2 separate regions of the Columba livia genome follow, and region 1 is linked to region 2. Evidence: chromatin contacts called from public Hi-C data. All regions are on one chromosome and are shown on one strand. The core of a region is the stretch at or near the end of the contact, and the rest is flanking DNA. Distances in the headings are between cores, read along the strand shown. Region 1 overlaps URB2 (URB2 ribosome biogenesis homolog). Region 2 overlaps GALNT2 (polypeptide N-acetylgalactosaminyltransferase 2).

The links. A called contact is a pair of places that touch in the nucleus more often than the background predicts.
Region 1: a Hi-C map of liver shows a contact between it and region 2, with 3 times the contacts expected there. The contact joins two enhancer-like sites. A contact is called at or near these places in 2 of 2 Hi-C or Micro-C datasets (crop and liver).

Annotation. Positions count from the first base shown.
Region 1 is chr3:76,798,013-76,804,475 of bColLiv1.pat.W.v2, reverse strand. It overlaps URB2 (URB2 ribosome biogenesis homolog), which reads left to right. Exons shown (of 9, transcript XM_005508634.3): 8 at 557-696; 9 at 4,198-4,931. The coding sequence ends at 4,395. Among named protein-coding and RNA genes, the nearest start is that of URB2, 17 kb to the left of the region's middle. Within about 2 kb of position 4,660, at least 1 of the 3 cell types and tissues checked has an H3K27ac peak away from gene starts, as active enhancers do.
Region 2 is chr3:76,622,346-76,628,015 of bColLiv1.pat.W.v2, reverse strand. GALNT2 (polypeptide N-acetylgalactosaminyltransferase 2) reads left to right here. Exons shown (of 16, transcript XM_065057735.1): 9 at 2,422-2,509; 10 at 3,282-3,385. Among named protein-coding and RNA genes, the nearest start is that of GALNT2, 77 kb to the left of the region's middle. Within about 2 kb of position 1,250, at least 2 of the 3 cell types and tissues checked have an H3K27ac peak away from gene starts, as active enhancers do.

The sequences.
Region 1 (6,463 bases), core at 3,411-5,910, 170 kb before region 2:
ATAGAAAAACAGGTATGTTAAACTGGTGCCGAACTTTTAGGCTTTGCTCGCTTCTGTAATATGTTTGCATAAGGCAAGGGTCACTGGAAGCTTATGGGTACATGGCAACCTAAAGTTTAAAAACATGCTGTTTATCTTTGCAGGATTGTTTTATTTTCATACCAGGTAACGTGAAAGCTATTTCTAGATTTCCCTTCTCCCATGTTTGTATTATCTTCATTCACTGCCTACTGAAAGGGTAAATTCTCAGGTGATCTCTGCAGTCTCACTTTATCTCCAGTGCTGTGGCTTCTGCTGCTGTATTACATGTAATGAATCTAATCAGAAAGCTTTCTCATTATGCTGTTTCTAAGAGATGCCTTCTAATTTTCTGTAGGTAGTGAACATAATTTTCTAGTCTCCTTGTTCTCTCCTCCACAGTGCTGGTTGGGACTGAATCACGGAAGGGATCATAGCTGCAGCTTTTAGCATTTTGACAGATAACAGAACTTTTTTCTTTTTTTTCCTAGTGTTTTTAAGCCTTAAATGCCAGACTGCAACTCACTTTCTATTTTAGGCAACACAGATGAGTTTGAAGTTATACTGAAGTGTGCACACTTGGTGGAACGGATGTATACTCATATCGCTGCAGAAATGGAAGACTTTACTGTGTTTTCTGCTTTCATTGTGGCTCAGTATGTGACAGAATTGCAGAAGGTAACGTGTTCTTATCCATCTTCAAAATGCCGTGGTATTGTACTGGCTTTGGAGCTCCTGTTCCAGAGGCAGCTCTATTAAGTTTTTTAAAATCTTTGAAGTTATAAAATTGCTGTGCCTCATGGGTTACAGGTTTGATCCAGACTTTCTGTTATTTTGAGCGAGAGTTCCTGAGGATTTTTCTTACCTAGCTCATGAAAACTTTCTGAAGTTGTGGGCTGTGTTGTTTTTTAAGGGAAAACAATGCAATGCCTATTTACAGAGCTGCTTTGCTTTATTGGGTGGTGTTTCTTCTTCATGTGGTAGTTAGATTCTTCTAGCTAGTCTCAGTTGTCCAGGATTGATGGCAGTTAGGGCCCGTCTGGCAAAGTGATGGAGAAAAATTCTCCTGGAAAATGTCTTTTCATCTGGTCTAAATGAGTAAGCGAATGGAGAAAATGTTACCAAGCTTCTCAGTAGTTCTCCTTCTGTACCAAAGATATCATTCCCATCCTTGCTGAAAAGAACTACTCCTACTATTACGAATGTCAGAACCAGGTCAGTAGCTTCTCACATCCAGATCTAAGTTCAAATTGTCATTCTTGTCAGCCTAATAAATTTAGATTTCACCAGGGTTTGAATGCTGCTTGTGTTGCAAGTGCCTGCAAATTGTTTTTTTGTGGCTCTGGTCTGGGCATGGGCTGAAATGCAAAAAGGAGTTTTAGTATTTGATTTTAGGCTCTCTTCCCACAAAAATATCCCAACTGGTGCTGTGTTGCTGAAGGATTATGGTATAGCAAATGTAACTAACCATGAAGGTTGCTAGGTAGCTTAAACTCAGCTGCCTTCTCTATTGCCCAGCTTTTTTCCAAGGCTTAGGAGCAAAACAATAGGATATGTCAATTTTTAGCTACTTTATTTAATGTTCCTGGTAAGTTGGTTATTGTTTACATAATAAACATAGTACTTCAGGAAATACTAGAAACAAATAACTATTAAGATTACTTGTGCTCTAATTGACTATCTCTGAACTCTGAAATCTGTTTGTTACTGAATGCAGAGCCTTTACTCAGAAAACCTGACTTGAACTGTCAAATAACCTTTCCAAGTTAAAAAGACACTTAGTGTCAGCAGTGTACAAAGTCTCATGAGACTTCTAGGAGAGTTTTGTGCAATACTGATCACTGGGAAATGGAAGGTGATGGATGACAGCTGAAACCACAGATCAGCAGTGTATGCATGGAACCTTTGGGTGTGGAAAGGGGAATGGGTGTAGTGAGCCACCAGGTGCTGTGACAAAGGGTGTTTTCTGTCTGACAGAATAGATAGAGCACAAGTGAGCGATGATTTGCTCATTAGGCTGGTGAGAATTGATGGATAAGGGAGGAAGGGGAGGCCTCAGCACGCCTGTCTTAGGGAATCACACATCTTTCACATACACTCCTTTAGTCATTCTTCTGAGTCCAGATCAGTGGCTTTCAGCCTGTGATCTGAAGACCATGGGGCTCCATCAAAGGTAACTGTGGAAAACATGTTGGTAGATTTAAATCTTTATAGGGGCATCTGCACACTTGCTGGAACCCTTTTAAGTGTCTGCAGACTAAAACTGGTGAAAGCCATGGGCCTAAACGTCCACTTACTCGTAAAGTAGCAGTGTAACAGTTCCCTCAGTGCTTCCTCTTTATACCAGGAAATAAGATATCCTTGTGAAATATTTTGTGTTAATCTAGAACGGTTCCTTGCTGGAGTGGGTGGCATCTATAGCCTCTTTCATACTGTTGACAGTGCTTTTCCCTTGTTGCCTATGAGCTGTTGCTTAACTCAGCAATAGTGAAATATCTCTTCACACATTTGATGTCTCACATCAAGAGCTCTGTAACGCTTGACAAATTGGTTGTGCTAACTATGTACACCATAAAACACTTACAAGCATAATTAACTGGCAGCCGGTAGTGGCAGCTGTTTAAATCTTTGGTTCTGCTTCCCACAGTGTTATTGGAGGGTGTTTATGGGTAACTGCACTACAAAGCAGGAATGGCCCAGATAGGGCATGAGTCCAGATTAATTTGTGATGTGAGGGGTGCAGTTCCATTAACTGCAGCTCTGCGGTATCTCCTTATCCCAAGTGAGACAGCTGGTCCATCTTGTCAATATTTGTGTGTTTTCCTGTGCTCATTCTCTGCAGTGATTTCTCTGCCCTGGGAAGGGAGAGGCTGGCCCAAAGCATTCACGGGGAGTTGTGATGCTCAACTGTTTTGTTACTTTAGTGCATGGCCTGGGGAGAAATAACATCTGTTGTAAACCAGCCAATAGAGCAACTGATGTAGAGGGGAAAAATGTCAAACTTCTGGACGTGCAAACTCATTGGGGTCACGAACCTAAAGAAAGGCTTACGTGTCTTAATGCCTGCTCTATGTTTTTCCTGGCTATGTTAGCAGGTCTAATAAAACATACTAGCTGTTTTATGTTTGGGGCAGAAGGAGAGCAGGAGCCTGTCAGAGTGATTAGGAGTTCACTTCATTAGTGAAAAGTTTATTAGTTGCCTCAGGAAGAAAGAAGTCTGAATTTTAATGACAGCTTTTAATGTAATTTTCATTAGGCCTGGGGTGCAGATGCTCAGGTCTGGAGGCATAAAGCTAATCATGGGATTCAGCAAAGACATGGTTGTGCAGAAAAATAATGTGATTATGCCAAAGGCCAGCACCACCTCAGGCAGTGAAGTATTTAGCAAGTGATTGTGAGCACAGGACAAATTCCAGTTATCCTGGAGCAATAGAGTCAGCACTGATGTTCCTGGTTGTAGCGGTTGTTCTGCCAGTTGAGGGGTTGAGCAGGGGTAATGGCAGGAGCAGGGCACTGAGTCCTCAGTCACTTGGTGTATTCCTTCAACTTCCTGCCTGTCTTCAGGCAAGGGACCTGATTTCTGATGTTAAAACAGATAAAGGAAACGCACATCTCCTGAGTTCTTTGAAGGCTTATTTTATGCAGGCTTATACATTGAAGTCCTCAGATATAAACTGTTAGATTAATATCAAGTTATTAAATGATAAGTTAAAATGGATTGACTACCCAAAGTAGCTTATGGAGTAGCCTAAAGGAAGCACTCATTTGAAACTGAGACTTAGTAGCATACAGCTAGTATGACACATACAGAATCTACTGGAATGTGTAATCCAGAGCAGGTTATAAAAAATAAATTTTATAGTTTTTTAATTACAGTTGTTCTGCTGATGAATTTTCATGTGATTTCAAGATCATCAGTGTCTTTGCCTCCTCAGCAATGTGTACAGTAGCACTCCTGTGCATTTCATTGCCAGGGGAATGCTTGTTCTGCAAAACATGTTTGCAGAAATCAGGAAAATACTGCACAAGTCAAAATCTCAGATTTTATCTAATGGACTGTTCCAGATGGTCTGATGCAATGGATAACATGTTGTCAGCATTTAATGTATATTGACTGTGGAAGGGGTGGTTTTTTGCCTTTTTGTCTTCAAGTTTCATGCAATTCTGTTCTTCTCGTAGGTGACTTTGCACCCGGCTGTGAAGAAACATCTCACAGAAGGGATATATCACATCCTTGACCTTTGCATTGAACGAGACATCAAGTTCTTAAATGCATCACTACCAGCAGGTGTAAGGGAGGTCTTTAAGGATCTGTATAGTGATTACAACCACTACCACAAAGCAAAAAAACAGGGGGAGGAAAAGTATACTGCATGATGAATCCTGCCTGGTGCTGCATACTCAGTTATTAATTGATCATACAGTGCTCAGAAAATCCTCAGTAACTTTGGTTTGGGACAACGAGTAAGGTCAAATCTGAAGAGGGTCCTGTAAACATGAATTGCATCTGTCTCTGTACAGCCAGGCTTCGTAAAGGGAAAAGGGGAGCGGGGAGGGAGGGTGTGCTATTAGCTCTGGTCCTGCTGCGTGCCACACACAGCAGAACTGCTGCACCTGTGCTGGCCCTGGTGAGTGCTCTGGGAGCCCTGGGGAGCAAGCTGCAGTCTGGCAGCAGATGTCAGGCTTTGGCACATCACAGTGCTTTTCTGTGGAAGCAATAGTCTGGTGTAAAAGCCAGTGAGGGTTAGAACTCCTCGCTTACATGGTAAGCAGAATTAAAGCAGTTAAAGTGCTTATTTTTATGCCCTGTTATTTTATGTTTTGTTACTGTAGAAACTCGTGAATGTTACACCGCTGTGTGTAGGCTACTGTGCAAAACTGTGGAAATACAGTAAAAAATTTGAAAGTTTGTATATCTTTGCTTGGTTAGTTTTGCTCTTTAATCCAGCCCTGGGCAACCTGGTCTGACCTATTGAATTTCCTTTCCAACTTAATTACCCTGTGATCTCATGATAATCAAAAAGACTGACTGCTTAGAGCTCTGGTCGATTTACTGTCATTAAGCAATTACACGTGGTCATCTGAGCTGCGCTCACTCTTGGTGTACGTTTTTATCTTGTGACAAATGCTAAGTACCAAGACCTATCTGAGGCCTCTTTGGTCTAAGCCAAGCTTTGGTGCTTTGCATTCACTCTAGGTCAAGAGCAAGCCCCGGATTTACTGCAGCTCAGCTGACAGTAATTTAATAAGCTGTGGTAAATTAATCACATTTGAGCGTGTAAGAAGCTTTATGAAATAGCTGCCTTTCATTAGCTTAGACTACAGAAGTTTATTTTGTTGAAATGTTAGAGGCTAAAGATCCAAACTTTTACTTAAGTGGTAAAACAGTCTTCGCATGTGCATGCAGTTAGTAAGAACTCAATACTCTCGCATGATTATCTGCTTTAATCTACAGACAGGGCAGAGGAAGACTGGAATATGGCTTACTGCTTTTACTAGGCCCTTCTGCCTCAGAGCAAGGTCCAAAGGATGAAGTTTGGCTGTGGTGGGAGACCACACGTGGCACAGACACAGGAGGTGAGCGGGGTTGTGGGGGAGCCAAGGCAGGTGGAGCTGGACCACAGGGCAGGCAGGGCAGGGCAGGGCAGCTGCTGTCTGACATGAAGCCCTTCCTCCTCCTCCTGCACTGCCCCACTGGCTGTGATCCTGACAAGGCACTTCATCTTTGCCTTATGGAGCCTCCTGTGCTGGCTAAACTTCATCCTTTGGATTGGAGATGATCTTCCTCATGTCCTGAACAAGAAGCATGGAGAGAAAGCTTTAATACTGAGCAAGCCCTGTTCTGAAGCAGCCACAGCAGTGGTATGTTATCAACACTGTTCTAGCCATAAATGCAAAGCACAGCATCATATGGGCTGCTAACGAAGCAAGCTAACTTCATCTAAGGTGGATGCTGTACACCACTACCATTTCTGTATTTTATTTCAAAGGTGAAAAGCTGATGTGGGCCAGTGTTGTGAAGGGCAATTACTGCTGCCCCAGCAGGCTGTGTGGCACTGAAGTGCCTGGTTGGTCCCAGAAGGGAAATGTGTATGAGCTGGGTGCAGCCAAATGGGCACCAAGGTGGGGAGGTCTCCAGGCTGAAGACAGAACCATAGAATCACAGAACGTCCTGAGCTGGAATGGACCCACAATGATCATCGAGTCCGACTCCTATCCCTGCATATGACAACCCCACAGCTCACACTATGTGTCTGAGGGCATTGTCCGGTCTTCTTGAACACTGCCAGACTTGGGCCTGTTCCAGTGCTCCACCACCCTCTGGGGGAAGAACCTTTTCCTAATGTCCAACCTAAACCTCCTTGGCATACCTTCCTGCCATTCCCTTGGCTTCTGTCATTGGTCACTAAAGAGAAGAGATCAGCACCTGCCTCTCTTCCTCCCA
Region 2 (5,670 bases), core at 1-2,500:
GATCGTTTCACTTGTTACTGCTTTATCTTTGGAAGTATGTTTCCCTTTTCTCCTTTTTTTTTTCTTTTTTTTTTAATTTTTAGTGCTCATTTTCTCCCCTTGTATGCAACAGAAATAGATGTTTTAATTTTTTAAGTGCATGGAACCTCTGTACTTCTGGATTGAGGAGTGAGAAGCTGGTTTTTTGGGTTTTTTGTTTTTTTTTTTTTTAATATTAACAATAGAAATTTTGCACATACCAGTGTTTAAGGCCATTTGGGTGTCTCTTGAAACATGAATAATATATTTCTTTTCAGTTCCCAAAGGACAGATTACCATGTTACAGGCACTACCATGTTTGATGTCATGGGACACTTTCGCTGGGCCAAGTCTAAACATGGAAAACCAAGCTATGCTTTCAACCTGAGATAGAGTATCTGAAGCATGGAGGGTTGAGACAGCTGGGACAGCATTTGTGCCTGGTCTGTTTTGAAAGGACTTAATCACCCAAGACAAGCAACCTAGCAAATGCTACGAAGGTTTTAAAGGAGACAGGGCTAAAAAAAATTCCCCATGTCTAGCCAATACTAAATCCATGCACTTCATGTTACAAATTTTTTGTTGAGGGGGGATTTGCAAAAGTGTTTATGCTGCCCTGAGAAACACTTCAATTTCTGGAATAAACTGTAGTTAACTGAGATCTAATAATTTAGAGTATGCCTATGATGCAGTTTACACTGGATAGAATTTCATAGTGGATATGCACTTGTGTTTAGAAAAACTCCTTTTACAGAATTACTGATATTATCTGATTGAGTACAGATTTTTCCCAGAGTCAGTGAAAATGGAGACAGTTTTTATGGGTAGACAATTTATACACATGTTCAGAGTTTGTAACAGAGTGCTGTGTTCCAGAAGAGACCCCTTGTGTTCACTAGAGTATACGTAACTCTATCTGTACTGCTTCTGCCAGAGAGCGGTAGTTTTTTTTCAAGTTCCCCCAGATGCAAGTAATTTTGCTGGGTATGTATGATGAAATGCGACTTTTTAACTGCATGGAAATAGTGGAGCTCATTTTACTTTTCATGCTGGAGGCTTTATGGTACTATCGATTGTAGTCATTTTACGGTTTTGCTACTTGGAGTTTTGGAGTAGTTAGACAGTCTTTCATTTTTACAGTGCAACACTTCATGAAATACTTAACTGTGGAGAGACAGAGTTGACATGCATGCTGTAAAGACTGTTCAGGGTAATTTCTGTATTGTGCGTGATAAATGTCTTGTGAGATAAAATGAAAACTGTTTAGTTTTCAACTCTCCACATCAATCATTAGTATGCACGTTTACGAATACAGACAGTTTGTAGGACTGTACTTGTTGTCTGGCTACCTTCACTTTTCCCCCACTTCCCCACAAGGTAATTGCTTTATCTTTATGCTGGAGAAAGAAAACTATTGACATCTGTGCACCAGAAATCTGGAAATCATTCATTACATGACCTCATAGGATATAAATGTCTGGCAGCAGGCAGTCTGTATGAGGCTGGTTTGCTAGGTGTACTGGAAGAGGGAGACGGACCTTGTGTAGCTTTTTAATAGATGTTCATGCTCCTGGGCATAACCCATCTTAAAAGGGGTTATGAAAGTGTTTCCTATAGGAAGTTTGTCTTACACCAGCTGTGCATCGTTGCCTAAAGGTGGTGATTCAAATGCTTGTTGGATAGAATATTGCTGTAGGTGACCTATTGGTCATTATTCTAGTGGCTGCTATGTGCTGCTGTGCTTAACTCACTGAAGGACCAGACCAGCTGTTGCTGCGTGTACACACACATAGGTACTTACATAAAGGAAGTAAGATTTTGGCTCTGTAGCGCTTGTCTCAGATTTAAATAAAGGTGCACTTAGAAGTGTGTAGTGGGAAAGCAGGAAGATAAATGAATGTTAATAAGTGGGAGCTACATAACCTGTTGTGACCTTCACCATAGAGAGCTCCTGCTGATAAAGGAATACTAACTGCTGCATAAAGCCTGTGTAAACATATGTCATCAAGTTGAAATGCAATTGTACAGTAAAAGACTTTTGGGAGCATTTGTAATGGTTGGAAGATCATCATATGGTGTTCTATTTGATGAAATGAGACATTGGATTAATATGAGGCTTTTGCTTTGTCACTTGCTGATTGGGTTTCTTACTATGTGTAGTAGATGGCAGCAAGAGAGATCAAAGCTATTTTGTATTAGATATTACTTTTTATTGTCCTGTCAACTTATTTGCCATTTATCTGGACTCCTACTTGTTTGTTTTCTACACAGAAGTTTGTACACATTTAAAATTTTTCATTTAAATTACAGTTCCCGGTGTTTTCAGTGAACATTATGTTACTACAAGTTGAATGATGACCAGAGTCTTTTTAACGTCCTTCTCTAATCTTTTTCTTCTTGAAGGCTTTGATTGGAACCTGGTGTTCAAGTGGGATTACATGACACCAGAGCAAAGAAGAGCACGGCAAGGAAATCCAGTTGCTCCCATAAAGTATGTCTGTATACCACCGCTTCTCCCTCTATTAGATTGTAGTTTGCAACTAAACAAAGCTAGCAATCATATTCTCTGACTCTGAAAGGGATCTTTACTCTATCTTTCATTAATATTGAAACTTCATTATTGTGTAGCATTATGAGACTCTCAGAAATAAGTTGTATTTTAAGAAATACTTTAAAGCATGCTGGTAGATTATTTACCCTTTAAATGAACCACAATCTGCTTTTTGTTAAGTTGGTACCTTTTGAGGGCTAAAACTACAGCATCAGTTTTAATGTTTTTATTACTGGTACAAATTGTGACCCTTTACATAAAGAGCATGTGAGCCAAATGGGGCTTTGGAAGCTACCTCAGAAGGTGGTTGTAGTGTTACCCCGTTTCCCTGAAAATAAGATAGGGTCTTATATTAGTTTTCGCTCCAAAGATGTTACTTTTTACGTGTATAGCTGCCTGGACACTATTTAAATTGACTTTTTTTGTGAACTGTAACTAGAGCTTCTTTTTGGAGTAGGGTTTATATTTCAAGCATCCTCAAAAATCCTGAGAAATCATGCTAGGGCTTATTTTCAGGGTAGGTCTTATTTTTGGGGAAACAGGGTATATGTGCCATAGAAAGTGTGTGCACACAACATTTAAAGTGATAGATGCAAAATTAGTTGCATTTGGAAGTATTGCATTTTTTTCAGAGAGATATTAACCTTGAGATGCAAATAATAACCTCACAGTTTATGGTTCTGGAAGTATTTAATTTTTCTTGTCTGTTTAGGACACCCATGATAGCTGGTGGATTATTTGTGATGGACAAATCCTATTTTGAAGAACTAGGGAAGTATGACATGATGATGGATGTTTGGGGTGGAGAAAACTTAGGTATGTATATTATTTACTTTTGGATCAGTCTTGAAAGAATGCAGGTTTCATCATTACACAAAATCAGGAAGACCATGATTCTGTGACATAAAGAGGGTTAAAACTAGAGTTGAAACTTCACATGCATTATTAACAAAATCCAGATGATTTATTTCAATGAAAGAATTAAAGCAAGGTAGGATTTATGTGCTAAATATGGGAGAATAAAAGTATTTGTTCATTAAATAGTGAACTTTTTCATAATGGAAGTTGGGTGATAAAAAAATACAGGATGTAGACAGGAAATTGTTTCAAACATGCTATTTTGTTTGAAAGTCACATCCTCATCTAAAGTTATCGGTTAAAATAAAATAATGTTTAAATGCTGCCAATTTAAGGTATGTTTTAAGATGTTGCTGAAATTTAATCTTGAAAAGTGGAACACAGGAGTTCGAGTTTAATGTTCTTACATGCGTCTTAAGAAATCAATTAATACTTAGCTGACTGAAGAATAATCTGCTTCTTAACATTAATAATACAATACTGCAATACTGCCTGGCATCTAAACTTAGTGATTTTTTAAATTTTAAACCCTTATTTAGCACTATGAGATAATTATGGTTGAGAAGGCTTTTTTTTTTTCTAGTTCCTTATTTTCAGATGTTTGAGTGGGATTTAGAGAAGGAGGAGGAGCAACTGAGAGAACTTGTGCTTTAGCCATTTCTTCTTTGACCTGGTGGTTAGTTCTGGCTTCAGTAGGTTTGTCTCTTTGCATTATAGTATTGTACAAAGTTTTTTCTCCAGTATACTTGTATTAGAACAAAAAAAATATTTGGGAAAAGCAGAACTGTGACTTCTCAAGACTTCCATTCTGTCACTTAGTATTTTGGGGTAGAGATGCATCTCAGACATTCTAAGTAGTGTGTTTTAGGTCCAGTTCTTGAACTTGTAAAAACCCCTGAGTATTTCAAGTCACTGAAATATGCACATGCATTGAGCATATGCTTGCCCCGCAAGGCAAAGTTTGCTCTATGAAGCACACTAAGTATGGAGACATGGTAACCAAATCATAGAATCACAGAATAATTTGGGTTGGAAGGGACTTTCAAAGGTCATCTAGTCCAACACCCTATGATGAGCAGAGAGATTTTCATGTAGATCAGGTTGCTCAGAGCCCTGTCCAGCCTGGCCTTGAATGTCTCCAGGGATGGGGCATCTACTGCCTCTCTGGGCAACCTGGGCCAGTATTTACCACCCTCACTGTAAAAACAATTCTTCCTTGTGTCTAACCTGAATCTCCCTCTTCTAGTTTAAAACCATTACCCCTTGTCCTGTCGTAACATGCCCTTCTAAAAACTCTGTCCCCGTCCTTCTAATAGGCCCCTTTTAAGTACTGAAAAGCCACAATAAGGTCTCCCCAGAGCCTTCTCTTCTCCAAACTAAACCACCCCAACTCTCCCAGCCTGTCCTCACACGAGAGATGTTCCATCCCTCTGATCATCTTGGTGGCCTCTGGACCCTCTCTAACAGGTCTGTGTCTTTCCTGGACGCAGGACTCCAGGTCTCACCAGAGCAGAGCAGAGGGGCAGAATCACCTCCCTTGATTTCTGGCCACGCTGCTTTTGATACAGCCCAGGATACAATTGGCCTTCTGGGCTGTGAGTGCACATTGCTGGGTTGTGTCCAATCTTTCATCCACTAGAACCCCCAAGTCCTTATCTGCGAGGCTGCTCTCCTCCCTTCATCCCCTAACCTGTATTGATAAACATGTTTAACACTCCCGTAAGGAACTTAAAGGCTGGAAGAGACATCCTTACAGTCCGGTGTCTGACCTTTCTATGCAACACATGAAGAAACCTCTTATGTATTTGAACAATTACTTTCTTTGTTTTTGTTTTCTCACTATTTTGGCTGTATATTGCTAAACTGTATTAATATTACAAGTTTTCTCTTTTTTTAGCGTCCTAGAGAGTATTTGGTTACTACAGCAATACTTGCATTTACTCTGAAAACCTCTTTTGCCACTAGAGCACTTAAAATATCTGATTAGCTGCAAGCATGTACTTGAGTGACTTTTTTTTTTCTGAAAATTTAGCAACTGCTTTTATACTTTGACAGTTGAGGCCTTGATAGCAGGAAAGGACATAAACAACAGCTCCTCACTCAAGGTCTGAAGACAGCATGTGAAAAACTGTTTGTTTCTCCTGCTGCATTCTTTTCCCCTTTTTCCATGGGAAGGAGGAGATGAAGAGTTTTCCTGTTCAGGGAGCAGAGAAAAGGCATCCCAAAGTCACTCAGTACAGCAA